Linked DNA regions of Mus musculus: region 2 is linked to region 1. Evidence: chromatin contacts called from public HiChIP or PLAC-seq data. All regions are on one chromosome and are shown on one strand. The core of a region is the stretch at or near the end of the contact, and the rest is flanking DNA. Distances in the headings are between cores, read along the strand shown. Region 1 holds the start of 1700012H19Rik (RIKEN cDNA 1700012H19 gene). Region 2 has its middle 130 kb from the start of Gm46301.

Evidence for each region. HiChIP or PLAC-seq counts read pairs in DNA pulled down with a chosen protein or histone mark.
Region 2: a contact with region 1 is called in an H3K4me3 HiChIP or PLAC-seq map of embryonic basal ganglia, with 2.6 times the contacts expected there. The contact joins the enhancer-like site here to the promoter of 1700012H19Rik in region 1. A contact is called at or near these places in 2 of 484 Hi-C or Micro-C datasets (brown adipocytes and liver), 5 of 115 datasets of contacts at active chromatin or transcription factors (embryonic basal ganglia, embryonic forebrain, embryonic stem cells and 2 more) and 1 of 9 other capture datasets (embryonic stem cells).

Annotation. Positions count from the first base shown.
Region 1 is chr11:112,823,865-112,826,564 of GRCm38.p6, reverse strand. It overlaps 1700012H19Rik (RIKEN cDNA 1700012H19 gene), which reads left to right and starts at 1,437. Exons shown (of 2, transcript NR_130164.1): 1 at 1,437-1,652.
Region 2 is chr11:112,988,629-112,991,328 of GRCm38.p6, reverse strand. No RefSeq gene overlaps it. Among named protein-coding and RNA genes, the nearest start is that of Gm46301, 130 kb to the right of the region's middle. Within about 2 kb of position 1,303, at least 31 of the 459 cell types and tissues checked have an H3K27ac peak or open chromatin away from gene starts, as enhancers often do. A contact at or near this core is called in embryonic basal ganglia, where this site is marked.

The sequences.
Region 1 (2,700 bases), core at 188-2,687:
GGGAATCTCCTCTGACTAATGGGTCCTTTAAAGACTGGAAGGTCCCTGCTAGCATTAGGAGCCTCTCCTAGATCTTTAGAAGCTGTCCCTCTGTACTTTTAATATGCATGGTACCTCACCTATTGACTTCATAGAATGGATTGATTTACATATTGCTTTGCATGTGATTTGCATCACATTAGGTTATTCCTTCTTCCAATGAATATTTATCAGCAGTCACATACCATGGAAGATGCTATATAATGTGAACTTCGGAATAAGATGCAAAATCCTCTATGCCAAACCTTTGTCGCTTTTTACTCCCAGCCTCTAGCCTTTTTCCAGCATGCTAATCCATTTCCCCGCCTACTTTTTGGGGGGGACAATTTTTTATTTTTGTGGGGGGAGACAATTTCTTAATAAAAGATGATCTTGAGATAATGGCTGGTACCTGAGAAATCAGAAACACTGGCCCTTCAAGACATTTTCCCAGTAACATTGTGGACTTATTTAGGAGTTTCCTTTTAGATCCAACAGGAGTCTAGTGTCTGGCTTTCATGAGCCTTGGGAACACAGCAGAAGCAACCAGGACTTTATCCCTCTTAATGTTGAAGAAGTCAAAGTGGAGCTATGGATCTTAGGAAGAATGTTCCAAACATTATTTTACAGTTCCTCCTCCCCGAACCTCCACCTTAGACAAGCTTAAGCACAATTGGAAGCTACATGAGATTCGATGCAATGTCTATTTTCCAGATTCTGTTTTGTTCCAGGGCTCTGTTGCCTGAAGGAAGAGACACAGTGAAAAAGTTGCCTGCGAGAGCTCACAGTGTGTCTTCTCCATCCATATGTTACTCTCCTGTATCCATTTGAAGGTGCTGTCCTTGCCTGATGGCCGTGTTATGCCTGTAAGCTTGTACAATGCATCTGTCCTAATTGCTTCAGAGAATCCCCTACTGGCAGATCATGGACCCTGTAGGAGACGATGCCATTGTAGATGTCAGATTGGTCCTGATCTTGCTTTTGCAACAAATCCACTCAGGACGATGAATTGCAGGATCCAAAAGGATGACTAGCAAAGCCCTCTTCCAAATGGCAAGGCTAAGATCTGGCTCTCTCCTTCTCCTCATCACTCCATCTTGGAGTCCTTGGCCTCGAGTCACATGAACCGGAGTTTGCAAGCTGTTTCAGTGGTCCAGCTGCAATGTCACTTCGGCCCTTGTTCCAGGACTCTGTAACAGCACAGCACAATTGTAAGGAAGACTGGGAATTGGGGATAGGTTATGACCAAAATCCTACATACCTCACTGTGGGCCCCAGAGGAGTCATCTTCCATAGCCTTCATTACCTCCTCCACTGAAAAATGGGGATAATGCCCTCTAGACTGTAGGGCTCCTGTGTTAACACTGATAACAATAACACTGACAGAATGTTTAGAATCACCTAGGAAACAGCCTGTTGTCATGACCATGACCATGACCATGACCATGACCATGATGGAGTCTCTAGACTGGGTAAATTCGGGTGGGAAATCCCAATCTAAATATGGGCAGCACCATGGGCTGAAATCCTGGACACAATGAAAAAGAGAAACTACACACTGGGACCAGAAGATCCTGCCATCTAAGATCCTGCCACCCTAAGATCCTGCCATCTCGCCTTCCTCACCGTCACAGGTTGTCTCCCTCAAACCTGAGCCCAAAGAAACCTTTCTGAAGTTGCTTTTGTAAGATAACTTTCTCAGAGCAATGAGAAAATCATCCCATGCCATCTCGTGAGGGTCAAAGAGAATCTACTTCGGAAGGTACCCCTCAACACAGTGCCAGGCACAGACAGGAGCCACAGGAGTGCTCCCCGTTCCTCCTCCCTGCTAGTTTCTTGTTAAGCCCGTAGGGAAAGATGAGGCAGAACGGGTCACAGATGGTTTTAATTGGGTGATCCAGGATATGCAAAGATACCCTGTGGATTCCTGGCCTGTCTTCTCAAGACAAATTAGTACCATGTAACTGTTTGAAAAGAACAGGTTCTCCTAGTCCACTCTGTGTCCTTCCTAAGGTTTTGGGTCTGTGTCATAAGAATAAAGGACACTGCCTATGAACACTAGGATGCTGAATTTTAAAGCCATAGTAGTTGGCTGGATGGCTCTTGTGAGCTGCACAGAGAGAGGGGCAAGAGGCACGGCCTTCAGATTAGGAACCCCGTGCCAGGAGCTGACTCAGTGTGCCTTTGTTTATTGGGGAAGCTGGAGGTGGGTGGAGGTTGTGTGTACAGATGGGCTGTCTCTGACTCAAGTCTCTAAGGTTTGGGAAACACTCTTTGGAAAGGCTTGGCTGACACCTAGGCTGCACATGTCCTGTGACACAGACACAGACGGAGACACAGACACAACACATACAGAGACACAGACAGACACACACACACATACACTAAATAAATAAATGCAATAAAAAATAAGAAGAAAAACATACTATGTGCTACAAATAATACAAATTGAATGGTAGTGGTGGTGGTTTTAAAATTTAATTGTTGGAGATTAGCGAGATGGCTCCGTTTCAAAAAATACTTGCTCCTCTTCTGGAAGAGTTTGGACCTCAGCGCCTACATCAGATAGGGCTTTAAACAACTGCCAACTCCAGGTCCAGGTATCCTGATTCTCTCTGGCAGCATCCAGGGACACCTGCACACACGTGGGGCACCCCCACCACCACCCACACACACATAATT
Region 2 (2,700 bases), core at 54-2,553, 160 kb before region 1:
CTAGCTGTGGATTTGCGGAGCAGAGGGCTTGGTTGGAAGTAAGACCGATTGGGCTGCTCAGTCACTTGGAGCTTAAGGTTTTTAAAGCCAAGTCTGGGGCTGCAGTACCTGGCTCCCCCCACAGCCTGGGGAACGGTTGAGCAAGAAGGAGTAGGCCGCTAGGATGCACGGGAGCCGAGTCAGCATCCCATCCCTGCGAGAAGTTAGTCCCGGCTGCTGAAGCCCGTGTCGGTGAAGGGCTGAAGATTCAATCCAGGGCGGCAGGAAACTAGCAGAATCAAAGAAGAATCCAAGCGCGAACAGAATCAGTCTCCAAGCCCGGTATTTGTGGCAAGATGTTCCCACATGTCTAGTGGGTTGGATAGCTAAGAATACATGTCATTTGTTTAGCGTTTGGCACGGACGGGGCATGTTTGCATGTGATCTGGCTTGGGGCTCCCAGCCATGGGAGGCAGGGAGTTACCACCCCTACTCTTTAGGATGGGGAAAAACTTGTCCCAGACTGCATGGCTCAAAGGTGCCAGTATGTAGCATCTCCCAGAGCCTGTGTTCTATGTTTTAGCCTTTCACCTCATTTCTATGGAGACAGCATCGAGGCTGGCCAAAACTCGTTTTGCATAAGATAGGTGCTCCAATGCCCACTGCAAAATCAGCTTGTTCCCCGAGATCAAGGTTGGGGTTTTGTTCCTGTCATTGTACCGTCAGAAAATGGACTAGGGAAATTCCTATGCGTCAGGGATTGGTGGAAGGCCTGAGAACCCTTGTGCTAAGAGAAGGTATCAATCGCACGGGCTGATTTCTGTTTCTAACTTGTTGGAGTCCAGCCCTAGCACCAGCCGGGGGTAGGACCCAGCCTGGTAGGCAGCAGCTGTGAGCAGTGTTTCTGAGAGCCCAGCTGCAGGGCTCCCGTTCTCACTACGTGATCGGGGACATGTGAAGGCAGGACAATTGAACTGCCGGTGACCCCGAGGAGCAAGGAGGCTAATTAAAGCTTCTCTCCCCACACTTCAGTCAAGCCCCTCCTGCCCTTCCTCCCGATGGAGGGGCTGATAAGGAGGGATTGGATTTATGAAAAGAGATGAAGATGTTTGGATAAGCCTAGGTACCAAGGCAAGCCGGCCGGACGAGTTCTGGCCTGACCAAGGCAGCGGGGTGGCTGACAGAGCCTTACAGGCAGGGCAAGACAGGAGAAGAGGAAGGGGGAGAACGGAGTGCTAACCCTGACATCCCTCAGGCCTGTTCTCCTAGCAGTTCAGATGGAAATGGAGACTTGGGTGTCCTCCCATGACCCCCTCCCCCGCCCCCAGCTGCTCCCAGATCTGCCACTCAAATCCCTTGTGATTGGAAGCAATATCAGGGCAGGAGGCACAATGAGTCCGGACTTGAGATGAAGAACTTTTCCATTCAGAGGTGAAGAGGCCAGGCTGTCCCCAGGAGCTGAACACTGTGCAAACGGCTGTGCATGTAGCTGGTCCTCACGCAAGCCTTTCCTTTGAGTGGTGTGTTTATTATCAGGCTTGCTGTATTGCTAGATCATCAGTGACTGGGAGGTGGTTTGGTGCCCTCCTTAAGGACACCTAGCTAAGAAGTGCTAATCTAGATCCAAACCAAGTAGCAAATTTAAAAGGATATGTGTCAAGCAGTAAGACTTTGTTCCAAGGGATGGCATCCGCTAGCCATTCCTCTGTCTCGTGAGGCAAAGGGGGACTGCAGGAGGATCTATGTAGTTTCGGTGTTTGTTCTGGACAGTTCTGAGTCCTGACTGGCTCCTGGACAGGCAGTCCCTATCTGTCCCCCTCCACCTGTCCCTCTAGCAGCTACTGGGAGAAGGGTGCTAACCGAGCCCGGAGACTAACCCACTTCAAGTCTCAAGGACTGTCTGGGGAAGTCCCAGCTTCCAAGCTACCTAGAAGGGGGAAAAAAAACTAACATGCTTTCCATATAGGCAAGTTGGGGTGCTGTGGCTTCCTGGACTCTTGGTTTGGCCCCTGGTATTAGCTGCCCAAATGGCATGGCTGCCCTTTGCCTACTTCTTAGTACACCCAGCCAGCCACACTCAGCCTGCAGGCCATGGGATAGAAAAAGAAAAAAAGGGCTTGCTCGGCTCTGATGTTGGACCAGGGGAATGGCTGGTGAGTGCTGTGTCTGCAGAGCTGGATGTGGGCCATGCTAAAGCACTTCTAGATTCCAGGCAGAGCCAGAATCCAGTATGAGGGGGGAAGCTGGGAAGACAGTAGGTTTTTCTGATTCTAGTCTCATAGGAGATGAAGCCAGTATGCCACACCTCCAGGCTTGGCTCCTCCCTTTGGCAGAGCCAGAATTCCCTCCTTCCCTTTAGCCCACAGAGAAGATGTTAGGTTTCTATTCTGTGGCAGGACCATCCAGATGGGCTGATTCCAAAGCCATGTGTGATGTACATTGGCTTGAACAACTGATTATCTGTGCTTTTTACTCTTCCTTGTGAATTCTTTCACTCACAAGCAAACACACACACACACACACACACACACACACACACACACACAGAGAGAGAGAGAGAGAGAGAGAGAGAGATACACACAGAGAGACACACAGACAGACAGACACACATGCATGCATGCATGCAAAACTAGGAGCTAGCTCGTTAAGACTGGTCTAGCCTGGTCAGATAAAGTTTTGGCTGGGAGGCAGGTAGTATGATAGTCTAAAGGCAGGCTGAGA